2 separate regions of the Mus musculus genome follow, and region 2 is linked to region 1. A link is a contact called in public HiChIP or PLAC-seq data. All regions are on one chromosome and are shown on one strand. Each heading gives the region's core, a stretch centred on a gene start, on an enhancer-like site or on the middle of the called end of the contact. The rest is flanking DNA. Distances are from core to core; before and after follow the strand shown.

The links. HiChIP or PLAC-seq counts read pairs in DNA pulled down with a chosen protein or histone mark.
Region 2: an H3K4me3 HiChIP or PLAC-seq map of stem cell-derived neural progenitor cells shows a contact between it and region 1, with 30 read pairs. The contact joins the promoter of Psme4 here to the enhancer-like site in region 1. A contact is called at or near these places in 1 of 39 promoter capture datasets (the C10 cell line) and 7 of 115 datasets of contacts at active chromatin or transcription factors (acute myeloid leukemia, bone marrow-derived macrophages, embryonic limb bud and 4 more).

Annotation. Positions count from the first base shown.
Region 1 is chr11:30,287,503-30,293,492 of GRCm38.p6, forward strand. No RefSeq gene overlaps it. Among named protein-coding and RNA genes, the nearest start is that of Gm8098, 23 kb to the left of the region's middle. Within about 2 kb of position 2,494, at least 54 of the 459 cell types and tissues checked have an H3K27ac peak or open chromatin away from gene starts, as enhancers often do.
Region 2 is chr11:30,768,190-30,774,179 of GRCm38.p6, forward strand. Psme4 (proteasome (prosome, macropain) activator subunit 4) reads left to right here and starts at 3,586. Exons shown (of 47, transcript NM_134013.3): 1 at 3,586-4,035. The coding sequence starts at 3,794.

The DNA.
Region 1 (5,990 bases), core at 1,244-3,743:
CCTCAGATCTGATTTCATTTATTTTTGTGTTCCATAAAAATGCACATAAGATATCCATGCACCTATAGCAAAAATAGCCAAAAGATACAAAGTGGAGAAACAAACACTATCAAGAAGAATTACAGTAAGACTCTCTGGATATAGTATAAAGTATAAAACTAAAACACAATGGTACTAGGCAGAGATAGGCTAAGTCCTTTTAAGCCAATGAGCTATCTCAGGTCTTTAAAGTTTGACTATTCAAGCATAACTGTATATTCAAAGGGGAAAATGTGATGTTTGGTTTTTATGGTTTGTTTTGTGTTGTTTTTAGACAGGGCCCCAAACTCACTACAAAGCCTTTGAACTACTGATCCTTTTGCCTCCACCTCCCAAGTGCTAGAATTATAGGTGTGAAACACCATGTACTGATCCATATACAGTATTTATAAAAGGAAACAGAAATGTCAGCTTACAACTGTTACAGCTGTGACATGATACAACAACTTAATCTTGTTCCACCATTGCTGTTCTTTCCACCCACATATCTCCCACTCAATCAAATAACAACACCATTGCCACTCCCAGGCTGAACTTAGAGTGAAGAGTCCCCACTACAGCCTCCTGAGTGCTGTAATTATAGGGTACCTCCAGGCCAAACTCCCTCTAATTTTTAACTGTTCATAGTAGATGTTCTTCAAGGCTGTCAAAGAGCAAGCTAACTTGGTTGGGACAGAGACTTCTATCTCCACTCAATTTGTTAAGATACAGCTGAAATATTTCAATCAGGGACAACAGGAAGTAGTTATGCAAACAACGGAAGGTACATTCAGGGTGGAATCAAAACTTTCCCTTCATGGGACATAAGCTAACAGCTAACAATACTTCTGATTTCTTCCGAGCAGAGAAGACACATCAGAGAATGTGTTTTATTGTGCCACTTATATATTGGTTAAATTGAATCTCAAGGATGAAAAACAGTGATGATCATAGCTGTCCAACAAATCTGTCTTCATAAACAGAAAGTTTAGAAAATAGTTCAACACAGGCATGCCCAGATACATGCTTACCACATCTGTCCCACACCCTCAACTCACATACTCACCCTGTACTACCCAGCAAGCAGCATGCCAGTTTGTGCACCACAAGCATATTCAACTCAAAAGCTATATGAAGGTGTCTCAGGATTTTATAAATATGTGCATTGGCTGGTGATTTTGACTGAATTCTGACGATCAGACTTGATCTCCCCCTCACCACACCACACCCTACAAATACTACTGCACTTCACATTCTTTTGAGTTGAGTGCTTTTGATAGGATTACTTGATTTGCTTTTCATACTTTGCAGAGGAATTTAAAAGCTGAGATGTTTAACTCTTGAAAAAAAACTTACCAGTCATACATAGCAACTACTTCCTTTAAGAAATATCATAAATATCTTTATGATTTATTGCTGGGCTTGTATAGCACAGCATGAAAAACAACCTACATACTTATGTTCTATACCAAAGAGGACCTTAGGAAGGATAGGTGCAGTTCACAATAGTAAAGGCAGCACGAGGGTTGGAATGGTGCCATTCCTGTCGTGTATGTAGACATTCAGAAGCTGCACATTTAAAAGAGACTAGGCATCATCTCATGACTGACTCCAGAACACAAGGCTGTTGTCCATGAGAAAAGGGGACTGGAATGTAAAGGCTTCAATAGAAACAGTTGCCACTGGGATTTGATTGCTGCTGCTCATGGGCTCTGGGAAGTGGCTATGCAAACAGCCCAAAATAGTGGCGCAGTGAACTTGTGGAGGAAATACCTAATATCCTACATGGAGACCCAGGCTGGGCAGCATTTGAATGGATGTGTTCTAAGAGAGAGGGATTGGAAGACCCCCTCATTCCTTAGAACCACATCCCAGCAAAAAGTCTCTCCAAATTCTGACTGCTGTTAGAAACCACACAGGGAGACTCTCGTTTTCCTTAGCTTAGGGCTTCCTTAACAAAATGTAAAACAAAAACATCTCAGAATGATGTAGCATGGCACACTCTTCTTATGTGTCCATATGACTAAGGGACAGAAGGTTTTGGAGATGAAATGTGTCTGCATGAACGAGATAGAGGAAGAACTTGCCTACCGTGTGTTCTTCAGGAGACAGTGCTATTACTGTAGGTGAGGATCTGGAATCAGATACCTGCCAGTTGGCCAGTGGCACCCTCAGGGTTCTCCTTATGCCTCACCCTAAAGGAGTGCTCTAGGGTCTAAGCTGCAGGCAGTGGCTCCAGTGGCAGTGGGTGTTGAGCTGAGGACAGAGCTGTTAATTCTCAGAGACAGCATTGTGAAAGAACTGAGCTACTTAGTAGCTCCCCGTGGCTAGTGTGTCTTTCTGTATGAGCAAGCGACTTCTTATGGAGGCTCAAACCTCTCCAGACATTTACGGAATTAACATTCCAAGCTAATTCCGAAACCCAGCCCAGTCCTGAGAGGCTGCCAATGTACAGGGCTGCAGAAACTCCTCAGTGAAGAAAGCAATCCCTGGACCTCAGGAGAGGAGCCAGCCAGGAGCCCTCTCTGATCCCCTACTCTCTGCTACTACGGACACCCTGCCCAGAGATGCAGATGTAAGGTTGTTTTTGTTTGTTTGTTTTTCTTTCACCTTTCTAAGTGGCTCTCAAAAGCCTTTTAACAGACAAGAATGGAGGTTATCCCAGGACAGAACTCCTAGTTTATATTCATCAGATTACACTTGGCTGAGAGAACAGTTGCAGTTGGAAGCAGAATGCTGGGACTTAAGCACTGTGTGTGCTTTAGCTAGTCAGAGGGTCCTGAATTCCAGGAAGAAGGTTATAACAACTAACATTCACAGTTTATTGTCTGCCAGATGTTGCCATAAGGCTATTACATTATTGATAACAACACTTGGAGACAGGTACCATTTGAATCCTTCCATCTAACAGATGAGAAAGCTAAGGCACAAAAAACAAACAAACAAACAAAAAAACCAACTTGCCCAACGGCCAAGGCAGTAATTATAATTTAAATGCTCGTGATAAGTGTTATTGTGATTGTTCTCAGTTTGCAGACAAGAAAATGGAGTTTTAGTTGTCCAAGTATTTATCCAAGTTTGCACAATGTGAAGGGGTGGGTGGAATGGTCTACCTTTAACACTTAGGGACTTCAGCCAAGGTCATAGTACATAAACATAAATATACATATGAAGCTAATATTTAAATGTCTTCTGACTTCTTACATTGTCAGATAACAGCTGGAAGTCCACTCCAAAAGAATTTTCAGATGCAAACCATAAAGAGGCACTAGACATGGGCAGTCTGGCCCCAGCCCCTGGTGGAACAGACTTCTTTCCTGTATCTTGCTTTTGGGTATTACAGCAGTACCGTCCACTTTGGACATGGTCTCTGCAAACAGCTGACCCCAGGTTATCCCCAAATCCAGTGAACCTATACATCTTTGGGACTATTAAGTTAGGAAGAAAAGGGGCTGGTTGTCATCAGCAGGGAATTCTGGTCTCTGACCTGGACCATGAGTCTTGAGATACAGGTTCCAGGAGAATGTTTCTTGATGTGACTTTACTTAAAGCTTCCAAGATGGTCAGAGTGGTGCCCCAGGGTCTCATAATGAAAAGCTTCTTCAGAGGGTATGGGGTGAGAGTAAAGGCTTTTCTTATGTCCCAAGTTCAGTATCCTTGCTCTAGACAACTCCTGTACTATCATTCCTGTCTGAGCCATTGCCCACGGTTTTCAGGGGATCCGAAGTGAGTAGAGGCAACTATGGAAAGTCTGAAAGTCGGGGTGGGGCAGGGTTGTGAGGGGAGCAAGCGAGCTTGAGAGATTTCCTTTCTCCCACCCACACACTTCCTCTTTCCCACTGGCTCCTGCCTCCGGTCAGGGCTACACAAACACTGTTAGAGCAGATCCAAGTCAGGCCACACCCTTTCCTTGTTTACAGACGAACAGGAGGCAGAGAATGGGAATGGGAGACGCCCTGAAATGATTCTCTCAAAAACCGTTATTCTTAGCCAGGAATGAAGACTTCTTAAAAATTAACTGGCCCAGAGCAAAGCTCTTTCTTCCACAAAATTTTAGGGTAACAAGGGGGCCTGCATGCATGGCCAGCCTCTTGTCTCTGAAGCCACTTCCTAGCACCTGGCATGGACTATTTACACGGACTTAATCCTGTCAGTCTGTCAAGGATTCTAAATTTAGGTTCCATACATAAATACAATTTCCTGTGGTGTCTATTATAATTAAAATGTTCCATGGGCTTACTTTTGTGTTTGTTGGTGTTCAAATGAGGGACAAGCTACCGATTTATAGAACCAAATCTCCACACCCACTAACAAACACCTTCAAGCCCCCAGCATTCATTGCTGAGGAACAGGAGGCACTGGCTGTGGATCCAGATTGTGGCAGTGCTGAGGCCTTGTATCGAGTTCCACTAATTCCTGAATTATTCTCTCCTCCTCAGCTGCTAATGCTGTAGCACAGGAGAAATAAAGAGAGAGATCCTGTCTGTTTGAATACAAGAACTTTGGAATCCTGCTTCTGAACCCTAGAAACATTCCACACCAGCAGAAAAGAAAACGCAATGCTCTGTCAGGAAGGCAGGGCTAGAATGGGGCAGACAGTGATCAGATCAGCCAAAGAACAGGAACCAGAAAAGGGAGAGCAGTAAAGAATTGATCTTTCTTCCTTCTTATCTCTCTATCCACATCTGGTCTTCCCTCCCTTCCCCTCTTCTCTTTATACTTCTCTTTTCTCTTCCTTCCACCCATTCCCTCTTGCCCACCCTCCCTTTCTTCGCCCTCCCTCACTGTCTCAACACCACCTACCCTACTCCTTTAAATTCCCAGTGGCTTCCCAAGCAGCTTGGTTTGAGTCAGATGTCCATGTTCTGTTTAATCAGCTGTGACTTGAGGAATGGTGACAAGCACTGTTCCTATCTTGTGGCAAGAGAGAAGTCCTCAGATAAGCAGGAGTAGGCTTGCTCTGGAGAAGGATGTAGTCTGTCCCATCATGTAGCATGCACTTACTATAATGTTTTTATCACAACTACTTCCCTACTGCCCTAGCTCTGGATAATAAGCAGCCTGGGTCAGGCTTCTCACCTGCGCTTCTGCTGTTCAATGAAGCCACACTGAGGGAAAATCAAGACAAAATCCTTATCAAAGTCTCTTCTAATTCCCTACAAAGAAGAAATATTGTATAGAAGCCATCATGACCACAGCTTAGCCCTGTGCTTGGCTGGGCTGTTTGGCACAGGCATAGAATACTATTATTGTCAACCCAGCTCACTTTCCCCTATCTGAGCTGGGTCACAACTAGTACTGTGTTTACTCCATTTGTTCCTAATGCAAAACAATAGCCAGTTCTACCATCTGAAATATCATAAACCTCTCAGTTCATAAATTCTAGACTGGGTTATGTGAGGAATTTCTGGCAGATCCACCAAGAAACCCAGCCAATCTAGATGTTAGAGGAATGTCATGAGTTTGTCGCCAAGTAAGAACATTAACACTTCACCCATATTCCAGAGGAATATAGTCATTCTGCAAATGAGTCTTTGGGGAATGGTCAATATCACCATTACATGCCTTAAGAAATGTGGAAATGTGTATTTGATTTCCTTGATATATGGGTTTATAGGGAAAAAAATGCTCATTGTAAACTAAATTTGTAATCTGTACTGCCAGATTTGCGCACTCTTTCTTTCTTTCCTTCCTTCCTTCCTTCCTTCCTTCCTTCCTTCCTTCCTTCCTTCCTTTCTTTCTTTCTTTCTTTCTTTCTTTCTTTCTTTCTTTCTTTCTTTCTTTCTTTCCCTCCCTTTCCCTCCCTTTCCCTTCCCTTCCCTTCCCTTCCCTTCCCTTCCCTTCCCTTCCCTTCCCTTCCCTTCCCTTCCCTTCCCTTCCCTTCCCTTCCCTTCCCTTCCCTTCCCTTCCCTTCCCTTCCCTTCCCTTCCCTTCCCTTCTCTTCCACTTCCTTCCTTTCCACTTCTTTTCTT
Region 2 (5,990 bases), core at 2,336-4,835, 480 kb after region 1:
AAGGCAACAGAGCACATGTGACTTGAAAGCAGAAAGGGGGATGGGTCCTAGAAGGGCAAAGGTATTGAAAAGAGGTAAAATAGTAACATACATTTTGTTTGAAAAATGCATCAATTAAACCTAATATTTTGTGTGCATAAATGTCTTCCCTATACAAGTTTGGAAACCTAAGTTGGATCCCTGGAATCCACGTAAAGGTAAAAGGATAGAACCAACTCCCCAAAAGCTGTTTCTCACTTCTACATGAACACCATGACATAGATATTCACAGCATATGTGTAAGAGAGTAAGGAACAAGAAAGAAAATCTACCTGGGCTACCAAGGTCAGCCTGGTCAACTTGAAGGCTGCTTTATAGACAGTAAAAAGGTCTGGAGATATAGACCAGTAGCTGGGTGGTGGAGCACTTTACCTCACTCAGTCCTCAGTATCATACACACAAGGAAACAACAAAGCACCTACTGTCAGAACACAGTCCAAGAACGGAGTAATTAAGAATTCTGAGTGCTTGTGAGAAAACTCCAAGAAGTCAAGACAAAAGTCTGTGACCTCAGTTTCTTAAAAACAGAATTGTTCTTGAAATGTGTTTTCATGTTCCTCTGAGGTGTAGTGGATAGGAGTGAGTTTACTTCACCTGTTCTTACTCATGTCCCCTATGGGAAAAAAAATCATGGTTTTGTCATATGTGGCTTGTTGTTGTGATTCCTCTTAACATTCAAGGTATAAACTGTCTAATGCTCTGAATAAACTTGGCTAGTGCACAAGACTTTAGTCTGCCTCATTTTTAGACCTCCTACCTTCTTATTGCTGTTTGTATTTTTTTAAGACAGGATCTCACTCCTGCTGGCCCAGGAGTATGCAGTCCACACTGGCCATGTTTTTTATGGCTCAGCTATTCCATTGTGGTTCACCTTCTCCCTCCTGTATATGCTTCTTATTCCATGGAGGCTCCTTTCTGCTTCTCCTCCTTCCTTTTCCTCTTGGTCCCAAGCCCAGAAAACCTAAACCCCACCTACATCTCTTCTCCCCAGTTATTGGTTGCTGGCATCTTTATTTACCAATCAGAATTAACTCGGGGCAGGGACCCTCAGTGTCTTACCTACAGACTAACTTGTCTTTGGGGCAAACAGTTTTAGAGGGCCCAAATTAACATAAAAATACAAACAACATTAGACCAACTACAAATAATCAATCCCTGTAAGTCATTCACAGCATGAGCACATAGAAAGAAACGAATGTAATATAAAACATTTTAATGTGAAATTTTCTTACATGTGGTACATACCAGAAATTGCAGGGTTGCCCAAGGTTCAAGGCCAGTTTGGTTTACATAGTATTATAGTCCACGAGTCACCTCACAAACTACACAAATACAGATTTTAGTCAGACAGGCATAGTTTATTGATCATTCAACCCAGGAATGATTGATCAGGGTCATAGACCAGACTTAGAAGAGCCAAGATCCTACAGAGCTCTTCCTTTTTTTCTTTCTCCCCATCCCCTTTGTTATTTTTTTTTTAAATTGGATATTTTATTTATTTAAATTTCAAATGTTATCTCCTTTCCAGGTTTCCCCTCTGGAAACCCCTTATCCCATTTTTCTTCCCCCTGCTTCTATGAGGGTGTTCTCCTACCCATCTACCCACCCACCTACAGAGCTTTTAAGCTTTTAAACCCGCCAAGTTAGTTTACCAATCAGTATTTAGGGATAGGGGATTTCCTTGGCAACATATCTTTGCTGTCCATTTATCCAGCTCCTATTGGTTGAGGTATTCAGCTGTGATAGAGGACTTGCCTTGCTTAACTTCAACACTCACGTCTTAACTTGCCAACCAGGATGCTAGTTACCCATGTACATGTCTCTTTCTGCCAAGTAGGATGTCAGTTCCCTGGGCCGTCTTGGGAAGTTAAACTTTACTCAATCTCTACTCAAAATGGAAGTCTTATTCCAAATAGCTTCTTTTATTGGTGTAGGCCTCTCTTTTATGTTGGGGTCTATTCCAGGGGCAGCTTATAAAAGCAAAAACCATAAAAGGTCATACACAGGTGCAAGAAGTGCTGTCTGGTGGTTGGTTCCAGTCCAAGGTTATTGCTGCTAACTATACAAAGCAGTTCTAACTGACTTATATTGTGGTTGGTTTCCAAGAACACCAAAACACAGAATGCCCCATCAACTCGGGCATGAGAAAGTTTCCTTATAATATTAGTAACAGCACAAAATGGGTGGCTAGACACAGGTCTTAACACATAGCAGTTTCATAATAGCCATGGCTACAGAGTAAAATCCAGTCTCAAAACAAAAACAAAAACAAAAAAACTAAAACAAAACAAAAAACCACAAACAAAAAAACAAAACCAAAAACAAAAACTAAAAGAAACAAAAGTAAATTTTATTATGCTGCCCTTAGGCTTATTGTTTTTTAGACATTCTCTTTTGAGATGGTGACTTTTTTTGTAAAATATTTTCTTGAAGATCTAGGGATGGAACTCAGCTTAGGAAAGAGGCCAACCACTAGTAGAACTCATAGACCAGCTGGTAATCCTTGTCTGTTTTTTCAGTTAGTTAGTTAGTTTGTTTTGTTTCGTTTTTTTGTTTAGCTCAGGTTGGCTTTAAGCTACAACCCTCCTGCTCTTGAGTTTCCAAATGCTGGGATGACAGGCGCATGTTACAATGTCCTCTCTTAGAAATTTCTTGTTATTTTTAAGATCAATCTCAATTCTCCAGCATTTACTTCTTAGTCTCAATACATGTATTCACTCCCTTCTGGCAAGCAATCTTTAACCAGCCTGAATCTTGAGTTATCAGAAAGCAAGCTTGCAGCCTCAGTCTTTTCTGTCAGCTGATAATTATTTCTTCCTCCTTTCTTTATCGAAATAACATTGCCATCAACCTTACAGATTAATTTAAAAATAACTTCTATGAAGGTGATATGCCTTCATTTAGAATTCCCAGGTATCTCGGTACTTATCCAGTATTTACCAATGCATTATCTTGTAATTTATTAGTTTGTTGCCAGGAAAGGCCTCTACGTCCTTAAGGGCAGAACTAGGCGTTCTTAAACTTTCTATAGGGACCTTAAATGAGAAGATGACACACAAAGTATATTTGTTGAGTAACTTTTTTGGAGGGTGGACGGGGAAATATCAGAAAGGTGGGGGGTAAAAGGACAGAGGAACACAGGGTACTATTGTGTATACAGATTCTTCCATACACGTTTTTTTAAAGATAGTGTCTCCTGTTGCCAGTAGGAAGCAGAGGTTGGCCTAGAACTCTTTGTGCTCATACTGCTTCGCTGTCCACACTCCCGCCCCCGGCTGGGATACAAGCTGCTCTTCCGTAAACTGGCCCAGAAGAGAGGATACTGAGCGTGGAGAGGTAGTCGGATTCCGTGTCTCTGGATCCTGCTGGAGCAGAGTAGGGTCTCTTGTTTCTCGCCGGCAGCCTCGCGTGGCAACCCCAGTCGCTGACACCAAACTCGGCTGACTGCAAGAAAGCAGCCAGGTTACCTCCTCCCCGCCTCCGTGGCCCCGCCCCGGAAGTGACTTGAGGCCGGTCCGGAACCTCCCGGCGCTGCGGCTGCAGCGTCACCAGAAGAGCCGGAGGGGTCCGGGCCGAGCAGCCGCTGCCACCGCCAACGAACCGGGTGCCGCGCGGGGTCCAGCAGCGCGCCGGGCAGCCGGGGCGGGAGGGGGGCCCAGCGGTCGGGCCGAGGGCGAGGCGACGCGGACGAGGCTGAGCCCGCAGCGGGGCGGGGGCCGGGGCCGGGGGTCGGGCCGGGGGCGGCCCCGGGCTAATGGAGGCTCCGGAGCGGGCGGGCGGCGGGGAGCCCCCCGAGCCTGGCGGGCGGCCGGTACTGGGCCCGCGGGCCTTCGTCCCGCAGAAGGAGATCGTGTACAACAAGCTTCTGCCCTATGCCGAGCGGCTGGACGCCGAGTCCGACTTGCAGCTGGCACAGATCAAGAGCAACCTGGGCCGGGCCGTGCAGCTCCAAGAGCTGTGGCCCGGGGGCCTCTTCTGGACGCGGAAACTCTCCACGTAAGTGGGCTGAAGCCGTCGGCGGGCCGGGCTCTTTGTCTGCGCTGCTGGTGCTGCTCAACTCTGTTCTGTCCAGACGGCGCTGACCTGGTGCAGGATTCCAGGGGCGCGGCCGAGTCCGGGGAGACCCAGTCTCCTCGTTGCTTTCCGTGGGACTTCTGGGTCCTGTCGGTCGCCTCTCACGATCAGCGTTCTGGTCCTTTCTCTTGACGTGCCAGGCTCTGGGGAGCCACAGGCGTACCCGGGCATAGGGACGAGCGGCTCCCATTGGTTCTCCCTGGGGTTCTGCGCTTGGAGCTGCGGGATAGAGAGCTTCGGTCTTTGGGGAAGCGACTCCTGTCCTTGCTTCTGTGGTTTTTTTGGGTTTGTTGTTTGTTTTTTGTTTTTGTTGTTGTTTTGTTTTGTTTTTCCTTCCTCGTCGATCCACTTTACACTTCTTACCGTAGGAAGTAGGGACAGTAAGAGGTTGTGTGTGTGTGTGTGTGTGTGTGGTGTGTTTTTCTGTGTTACTATGTTTCTTGGGGGTCTGGGTTGCTGTTCTGGCTTCCTGGATTTAATTGAAACGATTCGTTTCAAATGGACAGTCAGCGCATTCTCGGATTGAGTAGACGTTGAGAATGTTGTCTTAGAATTCTAGGAAAAGTGTATGTTCCTGTTGTGACATTTCCTCGGTCACGACTTCGCTTATTCTAAGGCAAATAGTGAAGAGCGCTGTTAGGTTGATCCCGGGCTTTGTTGGCCAGACTGTGTGGTTTTGAGTTGGTTAGTTCTTTTGTTTTCCGTACGCACTAGCCGCAAATTATAGCGTCATTAGAATTAGAACGGGGGAAAAGTAATGATGGAGCAAAAAGTTTGGAGAGGTCATTTGCTCTATGCGCGCCTTTACTTTGGCAGAACTTATTATATAAGATTTTTGCTGTTTTGTTTGGTACGCTACATATAATTTGGTAAGACTATGTTTATGCATATGGTTACCGATAAGTGATTGCACAGGGCATGTCATTTGTGTTCCCCAGAATCTGCTGAGTGAGCTGGGTGATGACTCAGGGTTTTATAATACAATAGTGGGCTGTATCTCTCTTCGGGATAATTTTTATGTGCTAATTATTGGGGGGCTTCTGACAAGTTTTTTGTACTCTTCAACCGAGTGAAAAGAGCTCTTTTACTTAAAAGATGCAAAACTAAAGCACTTAATTTGTCTTTCTTAGAGTGACCATAAAGTGGTCACGATTAACAGCTCTGTTGAGTGGATTATAAAGAAGTTTATGGTATTAAGGATCCATAAATGTGGAGATCAATGTAATCAAAGAAAACCCTCTTTTTAAAGGATTAAAATTGAGTTACTTTGTGTGTTCTCCTTAGGTGTTTGTGTAACTTGAACACAGTAAAAATGAAGTTTGTTAGTCACTTTGATAGACTTGCCAAGGAATATTGTTTTCAGGGAATATATGCAACTTTTCTTTGGTGTATAATATGTGTATGTATATGCCAATTTGTGAAGACATCCAGCTTGGATTTATAAGCACAGTTAAATGTTTATTTTCCAATATCTGGTTAATGAGTTTGGTAAATTAGCACTAGGCTTTGTTGCTGTTTTGCCTAAAGTACAAGTATTACCAAGAAATAATAATGGAGTTACCATGCTTGATGTGTAGAGCAGTATTGCTGTTTAGATGGCTTAATGGTGGTGGCTCCTGTTTTCTGTAAATAACCTGCAACAAGTGCTGTCATGTAGACTTTAATTTTGGAATAGTGGTTAAATACTGGAAACTAATTCTTGGAATTGCGTTGCCATGTGACACTTTGAATTTGATAGGGCACACTGTGGTCTTGGGTGTGTGTTTTCTTCTCGAAGACGAATTAGGGTGACATGTTTGTGTATAGTTGTGCTCACCCTCCCCAGTTTAAAAGCCTAGTGTTGTGCTTAACATCTATATAATCCTGAAGTAATCATG